2 separate regions of the Mus musculus genome follow, and region 1 is linked to region 2. A link is a contact called in public Hi-C data. All regions are on one chromosome and are shown on one strand. The core of a region is the stretch at or near the end of the contact, and the rest is flanking DNA. Distances in the headings are between cores, read along the strand shown. Region 1 holds the start of 4930520O04Rik (RIKEN cDNA 4930520O04 gene). Region 2 holds the start of Bcl2a1c (B cell leukemia/lymphoma 2 related protein A1c).

What was found. A called contact is a pair of places that touch in the nucleus more often than the background predicts.
Region 1: a contact with region 2 is called in a Hi-C map of LSK cells, with 2.8 times the contacts expected there. The contact joins the promoter of 4930520O04Rik here to the promoter of Bcl2a1c in region 2. A contact is called at or near these places in 1 of 39 promoter capture datasets (embryonic stem cells), 1 of 15 datasets of contacts at CTCF or cohesin (CD8 T cells), 18 of 484 Hi-C or Micro-C datasets (the Ba/F3 cell line, the HL-1 cell line, LSK cells and 13 more), 2 of 115 datasets of contacts at active chromatin or transcription factors (both in embryonic stem cells) and 2 of 9 other capture datasets (adipose tissue and liver).

The regions. Positions count from the first base shown.
Region 1 is chr9:114,366,013-114,370,417 of GRCm38.p6, reverse strand. 4930520O04Rik (RIKEN cDNA 4930520O04 gene) reads right to left here and starts at 2,094. Exons shown (of 3, transcript NR_040383.1): 1 at 1,934-2,094; 2 at 1,355-1,429.
Region 2 is chr9:114,327,031-114,331,752 of GRCm38.p6, reverse strand. It overlaps Bcl2a1c (B cell leukemia/lymphoma 2 related protein A1c), which reads right to left and starts at 1,618. Exons shown (of 1, transcript NM_007535.2): 1 at 1,175-1,618. The coding sequence starts at 1,597. The coding sequence ends at 1,211.

The sequences.
Region 1 (4,405 bases), core at 845-3,344, 38 kb before region 2:
TGAGGGACAGGAGATTAACCATGATTGAACTGACACTATCCAGAGTAGGAGACACTGGTCCTCATTCTAGCTGCCTGGAAGCCAGTCTTCTGCTAGCAGCCTTCAGATGAAGATGGAGAACTCTCGGCTCCTCCTGCACCATGCCTGCCTGGATGCTACCATGTTCCCACCTTGGTGATAGTGGACTGAACCTCCGAGCCTGTAAGCCAGGCCCAATTAAATGTTGTTCTTACAAGAGTTGCCTTGGTCACGGTGTCTGTTCACAGCAGTAAAACCCTAACTAAGACACTCATACACAATTTTTTTTTCAAACGGTAGGTAGCACATGAGGAATGTCGCCCTAACTTGTCCTCTGGTCCCCATGCACACAGGTCTCCATCCACGAACAAATATACATGCATACACAGAGAAGCACAGAAGACCAGGTAACTAACACCCTGGCTTACTTAGCCTGGAGGATATGCTGCTGGCATCTCTGACCCTCCTTCTCTCCCCCCCCCCCAGAACCCCACCCTCAGCTTCAGGAGCCACCTTGTGTACACTTCTGCAGTGCTGCTGGAGAGGTGGTCAGGAGCTGATGTCCAGAAGCACCCAGCGCTCCAGGGTTCTCCTGCCGCCACCACCCTCCATCCTTGTCACGTTTTTGGAAAACCTATGCCTAGGTTCTCTTTGCCCTCCTTACACAGCCTTTAAAAATAGTCATTAAAAAAAAAAAGACATGCAGACATGCCAGAAATAACCAGTGGCTCAATGAACCTCTGAACAAATATGGTCAGTACAGAGATGGCCTGGAACAGATATTTGCTTGGTAACAGCTATTCACTCAGTGCCCTACAGAGGGAGTGTCTTGTGGCTATGGCTGATCAGACCAGAGGAATTAAAAAGAAAGGCTAGAGAGAGCCAGACATGGTGGAACCCCGGAACGTGAGAGGGGCAGGCTGGGGTGTCTGCAGTTCAAGGACTTCCTCAGCTGCCTAATGAGTTCGAGGCCAGTTTGCGCAGCAGGAGAGATTATCCCCCAAACAAACAAAAGCCCTTGGGAAACATGACAAACAAGACTACTACTTCACTTAAACACGATGGTCTTCTCTCAGAAGCTGTATCTGTCTTCAGGTCATCATCTTCGGGATATAGTTCATCACTGTTCAGACCCGGTATGTCTCACAACTGTTTGTACAATCAACTTATACACCATGCATTCACTACAGCTACTCCAAATTAAAAAGGCCAGAGTAGGAGAAGCTGCAGTGTTTGGCCAGGACTATTTCAGAACACATTTCCGGGAAGCTGATTCTCATCTCACAACAGTAAAAATGTATGCTGGCAAAAATGTCAATCTAGATTTCATACATACCTTTTAAAAGAGTCAGGTTTTAATCAAGTTATTTTCTGTGACGAGTTCTCTCGGATGCTTTGGGCACCCCTTCATCTAATGAAAAGAAACACATTTTAAGCATCACACACCACTTCCTATTGCTCTAATACTTCAATTAGGAAACTAAGCTGTATCTCCCTTACCTTGGTATCTTTTTGCAACTGCTTTGATGATGTTAAGAATGATGACGCCATGGTCCCTGTGAAAGGGTTCATGTGCATATAATCCGATGTCACTTAGGTGTCACCAGTACCTTCCAAACAGCACAAAAGGCCTTGCATATTTTTCTGCAAACCCCGCTGTGTAAGAACCCACCCAAACTGGGACTGAGGAACCAGAACGCACGCAGCCTTCAGCCAAGCTGCCCAGTCCCAATCTCCCCAGGGCCTAGGCTCCAATCCTGAAATCTCTTTTGCTGCTGCGCACTTCTCCCAGGTAGTTTACACCGGTACCCTAAGCTCAAGTGCGGAGGGCTGCTCCGCAGAACCGGAGCATCTAAATTTACTCTGTAACCCCACATTTTGCTTGGTCACCAGGTCGCCTAAAAGAGTAACCTACAGCGCAAAGAGAACCCTCAGCTTTCCGCGCAGGTCCCTTTATAGTTTAGGGTGCAGTCAGAGCGAGGCTGTCCTTCCTTCCTTCTGTTACGGATTGCACCCGAGAGCACGTGGGGGCGCGGCCGTTCCTGAAGCACCGCGTGGAAAAGCTGTGGGTCTTTTCTTCCCGGCCTTTCCGGGGGAGGTGCGCGCCGCCCGCCTGCCGCGTTCCTGTCCGTTGCTGCGCGCGCTCCCGCTGGCTCGCCGCCACCGGTTTCTTCCGAGTCTGGCAGGCAGCTTAGCCCTACGTGGAGTGGGAGTGGCGTCAAAATTCAAAGGAACTGCCGCAGTTGGAGGCGTTGTACCACCTGCTTCGAGACGGTTGGCGGCCTGGAGTGGCCTTGACCTCACCCCAAGTCTAACCCGGGTGGCAGCCGCTCTGCCGAAGGGACCTTGGAGGACAGAACTACACCGGTGAAACGGAAAAGCCACGCGTTTATCCTTCGTGCACTCTGGGGACGCCGCTGGTCTGCAGAGAGCCACGCTGTCCGGTGCTCCCTATCCAATGCCTGCTTGGGCGCCCAGCCAGGTCCAACCTCCAACCCAGCCCCACCCATCCCACTACCAGACTTTGGGGACAATTATACTGTCAGTATCCTCAGAAGTCATTCTGCTTCACAGAGGAGGCAGCAGGTCAAAAGCCACCAATTGGCCTTTATTTATTTTACGGCAAGATTGATTTATTTTGTGCTGGGATTTGAATTCAGGACCTTTGGGAGAGCAGTCAGTGCTCTTACCCGCTGAGCCATCTTACCAGCCCCACACCAAAGTCTTTGACCTTCCCGAAGCAATCAGTAAGAAACTTCCATCAACTCTGACCAGACAGAATTTCAGAATTACTGCAAACAGGGCTAGTGAGATGACTCACTGGATAAGGGTGCTTGCCATGAAAATGAGGCGAACTCAGTTCAATCCCTGAAACGCATGTAGAGATGGAAGGGAGAATACACTCCACAGAGCTGTCCTCTGATCACCATATGTGCACCGTGGCATGCAGGTCAACACACACATCATGCACACATGCAGTAGTAATGATAGTAAGTGAATAAAAGCCGTTTGGGTAAGAACATCACATAAGGTTTGCCATAGATAGAAGGTAGGGAATAGAATGACATATGGTAAAAGCTTGTCACAGAATCTGGTTAAGGACTGTGCCTCTGGGCTACATTTCAAGCCTGTGGTCTTAATTTGGTTCTCTTTACATCTATGTGCTCAGGTACACACGTGCATGCAGAGGCTGAAGGCCTTAGGTGTTATCCTCAGGAGCACCATTTATTCCCTTTGAGATAGGGCCTCTTACTGATCTGGAGCTCAGGAATCAGGCTAGACTGGCTGAGCACAAGTCTAGGAGATCTTTCTGTTTCTGCCTTCCAGCTCAGAAATTATAAGCATGGGCCAGCCACATTTAACATCATCTTTATGTGGCTATGGGAATCAATCTGGAGTCCCTGGGCTTGCAAAGCCAACGCTTTGTTGAGCCATCTCCATAGCCACAGTATTAGCTTTTTAAGGTCATTAGATGAATGCTTTCTTCAAAATGATTTCTAGTATGTATTTTTGATCTTACGTGTTAGCTTTCATCACAATAACAAGAGAATTCAGATCAGTGGTTCTCAACCTGTGAGTGGAGACGCCATTGACAAACCTATAGCTACAAAAATATTTACATTATGACGTATAACTAGGAAATTATGAATTAGCAGTGAAGATAATTTTATGGTTGGAGGAGCCCTACAACCTGAGGAACTGTATCAAAAGGCTGCAGAACGGGGAAGGGTGAGAACCTCTGATTTAGATAATCAACTTTTGTCAGAGAAAAATTTTGGTTGATGGTTTGAAGGTTCTAGCCCATAACTGGACTCTCCATTGCTTTGGGCCCATGGTAAGGCTGGAGGCTATTTTGGAAGTGCCTAGCAGAGCAAAAGCACTCACCTCATGGCCAGGAAATGAAAACAAAGAGAAAGAAACCAGAGCTCCAGAGTCTCCTTCAAGAGTGCGCCTCCACTGACCTGACCGCCTTGTCAGCTGCTTCTTAAAGTTTCTACCACAGGGCTGGCGAATGTTCACTGTCAACTTGGTAGGATATGGAATGACATAGATAGAGGATATAGATACAGGTGTATGTGTGAGATACAGGGAGGGTGTTTCCAGAGAAGTTGAACAGGGAGAGATCACCCCAAAAATGGATGGCATCATCTCCTGGGGCGTGGGAGTCCCAGACAGAATAACCCTGAAAACAAGGGAAAGCTAGCTGGGCATCAGTGTTCACTCCTGACTGTGGAGGCGATGTGACCAATTGCTTCTTACTTCTGCTGCCACAAAGTGAGCTATGTTTTGCCATCACCCTTTCTCCTAATTGGTAGATTGTACCCTCAAAACAGGAGCCAAAATAAATGCTTCCTTAAGTTGCTTTTCCTGGGTACTTTGTGATATT
Region 2 (4,722 bases), core at 369-2,868:
CTCTTAATTTTTATTTATGGTTCTAGGTGTGGGATTAGAGATCTTGTTCACACAATACAGGGACTCCACGATTGATGTACTTCCTCAGACCATAAAATATTCTTTACAATGTTATTTTAAGTGTACTGGGTTGACGAAAGAAGTTACAGAATAAATCTATGTACTATTTGGATGAGGAGATGAAGGAGTCCTTCATGTGACCAGAGGTGGCCTTCTACTGATTTACTATGTAGTTGCAGTTGACCTTAAAGTTTTGGTCCTATTATCTTTCTTTCCATGGTTCCAGAATGGGCACTTCCATGTATAGCCCAGATACCAATTTGTAAAATATTTCCCAGAAAGACTAACCATGAAGCTAAGGATACAGTACACTGAGAAAACATATACTCAGACCACATTAGGCTCTAGATTTGATCCCTAGTGACTTTGTGGGGGAGTCTGGTTAGCTACACATGATAGTGTGCTAAGAAAATGGAAAAAAGTATGTAAGTAATGAATGTACAAAAGCATACACATAGTTGACTATTACTATACAATGAAGTACATATGACAGTATTTAATACCAGCTCTTTCTGTACTAGTTCTCAATTGTCATGGGAAACTCTAGCAAAAGGCAGGCGCTTGGGGATCTTCACTGCTGATATTGAAGATATGGTTTTAAAAAATATGGTGCTGTTCTTAAGCCCAGACCTCACAGCTAGAATTAAAGCTGGAAACACAAATGTTCTCCAGCTATAAAAAGAAGGGGGGGTAGTGGGCTGGAGAGATGGCTCAGCAGTTTAGAGCACTGACTGCTCTTTCAGAGGTCCTGAGTGCAATTCCCAGCAGCCACATGTTTGGTTCACAATCATCTGTAATGGGATCTCATACCCTCTTCAGATGTGTTTGAAGACAGTGGCAGTGTACTCACATACATAAAATAAATGTATAATCTTATTTAAAAAGCCTAAAAAAAAACATTTCCAGTAGAAGCCATTGGAAATGACCCAGGGGATTTTTGTTTAGTTTAATTTTAACTCAGAGTATCTAAAAATAAGGCATACAAACAGAGTGAAGTCCTTTGATTGTTACTTTCTTGTTTGTTTTAATTAGTAAGGAAACTCTTCATTCTTATTCTTCAGTAGAATATATATATATATATATATATATATATATATATATAGTCATCACACATACCCAGTCTCCATTCTGCCATATCCATTCTCCTGTGTTATTCATGATGAATTCTGCCCCAAAACTGGAAACTTGTTTGTAAGCACGTACATCCAGGGCAATCTGCTCTTGTGGAAGTTTTTTTGAGGAGAACACCCCCAAAGGCAAATATAGTCACAATCCTTCCCCAATTAATGATGCCATTTTCAAACTCTTTTTCCATCACTTGGTTGAATATTATTCTGGTGGTATCTATGGATTCCACGTGAAAGTCATCCAAGTATGACTTTAGGTTCTTTCCAACTTCCTTCTGAACGGAGAAAGCAACTCTTTGTAGCACTCTGAATGCTTGGCTTGGAGCCGACTCAAAGGCGGGTACCTGTAGCACATACTGAAGGTAGTGCTCAGCCAGGGAGTGGATATGCATGAGCTCGTACTCAGCCATCTTCCCTGGCAGAGCTGACTGCAGCTGTCCACCTAGAGGCCACGGAGGCAAAGACTGCAAAGACAGGTCTTGTCAGGGGAGGAACCCTAATCATATCTGGAGGCTGTTGGAATTTCTGTTTGCATCATGTCACAGCGTCCTTCCTTCTCGTCACTTATGTGCGTGGGCGGTCTGTGAAAGCCAAAGTTCGGTCCATGAAGGAGGAAAATGTCTTAGAGCAACACACCACTTCCTCTTCCTCTTCTCATTCAGTTTAAAAGTCAAAAATGAGAGGATGTGGAGAAACAAGATCCCTGTAAGTGGCTGGGAACTAGAGGCCCTTCAAAGTCACTCTGGCAGTAGTACACTTAAGAAGTAGATAGACCAGGTTGAGAAGAGAAAAAGTTAGCTCTTTTCATCAAGTTATAATTTCTGATAGAAAACAATCCGGCTTTAAACCCAACTCAGTACGTACTTCATTTTAAGTATTCATTTATTTTTTTCTTTGTATTTGCCTGAGAGTATGTATATGTATCTCGTGCATGAATACCCACAGAACTGAGAAGAGGGTGTCGGATCCCTTAGAACATGAGTAACAGGCATCCTGGTGCAGGTGCTGGGACTAAACCTGGGATCCCCTGAAACAGCAGCAAGTGTTCTTAATTCCTGAGTTACTCACCTCTCTAGTCCTTAAAACATTTTCTTATATCACATACATTATTCATTATCTGGGTTAGAAATCATGGGAAACACTAGGAGTACTGACATAAGAGTCATAGTGCCTTGTCTCCGTTGTAGACAAATCCTTCTTCCTGTTTATTGTGGCTTTGGCTTGAACTTGAAAAACGAAGCCAACGAGACTGACTTTAGATGCGTGGGGTGAAACTAAAGATGACCTAAATACTGCTCCTGTTACTGTGTCTGTGAGATATAGGTGCTTCATGATGCTCCTCTTCATTCTGCCATGAAGGAATGAGGATTTGGCTTCTCAGTTACCCCCAGACCCAGTGAGTACAGAACTTCCAGAGTCCACAATTTGAAGTTAAGAGAAAATATATCATTTTGTTGAGCTTTGATAAGCAACTCTGAGAGCTTAGTGGAGATTATGAAATCAGTGGTTAAGGCAACATTGAAACTTTGAATTGCATCTTAAGTCCCCTCACCTAAGTATGTAGCAGTGAAAGCAGCTGCTGAATGCATGGAGATGAGGAGCTATGTTTGCCTGAAGAGTCAGTGGTGGAGAAATGGAAATAATTCACATCCTTGGAAATAGCAACTGTTTCCTCTTCCCGTTTCCTTCTTCATACATGCAACGACTTTGATTCTTTGCATCAGCATCTTATGAGCAATGGCAAACACAGAAGAGTAATTCATTTACGACTTGTATTTATGAACCATTACTATAAAGTTGAGAAGGGAGGGAGAGAGGCTGCTCAGAGTGCTATGAAATAGAAACTTGTGGTAGATGTGGAGATGTGGAAACACACAACAGTTATTGATTCAAAGCTAGCCAACCTGTCTTAAACCTACCACCAACTGCATTAGAGGCCACAGGTCCCACTGCCTGTTTCCATTCAGTGATAGCAAGGCAGGACTCTGAAGCCACACTCCCATACAAGCCAATGTCCTCAGAAGGAAACCAGTTATACAAGTTTCTGCAACATGTAGATTATATAAACCTGCTTTCTGAGTGCTTTCCAACCCCATTTCCCCCCACTTCTCTTCCTCACAAGGGTCTGTCCTGAGTTACTCTCTTGCAGCTTGCCAGTTTCTTGTGGCTCCCTCCCTCCTGCCCTCCCCTTGGCTCTTCTTCTCATATCTACTTAACACAGAGTTTTCTTTTTGGAGTTTCCATACAGAACAGACAGCTCATGGTTCTAGAGCCACCGCAGTTCTCTAATATCTTACCGTGCAAAAGTCCTCTATGACTATTTCTGTTAGCTCACAGATCACAAGGCCAGAACTCCTTTCTGGCCTCTAATGGTATTTGAGCATCCTAGGAACCACCACAATGATAGGACGATGGTTTTTCCCCATCCAGTCCTGTGATGCTCAGAATTACTGACAAAATAATCAAAGAATGTGGAGTAAGAATTTCAACAGTCTTCTGTGGTCAGGGGTACCTTTTCCATATCTTCTTCTCGTTCTACCTATTGCCTTAAGTCTGGACCCAGGAAAACAAATAGCTGGTCTTTGTTGAATAGTTGAAATACACTAAAGTCAAAACTAGGTCCAACTATATTTTGGTTTTATATTTCCGAAATATTTGTCCAAAAAGGAGCTACCTCTAATTAAAAAAAATCTTGGCCTTACTTCATTTATTTTGGAGAGTTTACGAATAATTATATTTTAAAGATAGATGAAAGAGAAAAAGAAATATACCATATACATACCACCATTAAAAATTATATATCAATAAAGTGCAAAAGGTCTGGGGCCGAATAGTACCCAGAGGGCAATGTGGATAAGAAGCAAGAAGCTGACCAGAAAGCATGGCTGAAGACATGGAAAATATCCCCCACTATGACTGCAGCAGTGGCCATGAATCTTCATTTCTGGATAAGTTGATATGTAGAATTTTGTATAAAATAGAACCTATATCAATACACTCTGAGCAGGTCCACCATAATATGTGGGAACTGAAAATCATGTTTATTATATCACTTTATAATTGCACACCAAAGAACAATGTACCAGAACTATGTTGTGTACTAGATAGATAGATAGACCACCAACACCAATACCAACAAAAAAAAAATCTTACAAATTTTTCTCAGTCCAGAAAAAAACTATAGTTATTATACATACTATACTATAGTCCAAGGATTTGCTGAATGAAATAATTAGAAGAGGTCCCTCTAGAAGGTTCAAATATAGAGATACTTCCTGAACGACGAACTATGATGGTCCTAGACTGAGGCCATGTAACTGTTCTGAAGCTCTGAGTTGTGTCCATTGTAAATTAGGTGGGGCAGCCTGATTGGAGAGAGAGATGATGGGAGAAGAATTGCCAATGTTTCCATATTTTAAAAGTCCTTTGGTCTAGGGTCTGGGATTTATCATAGCATGCTTGCCTGGGGTCAATCTCAGCAGCACAAATACAGAATGAAAATGACTGTGGCCTGACAAGCCTTTCTTTGTGGTTA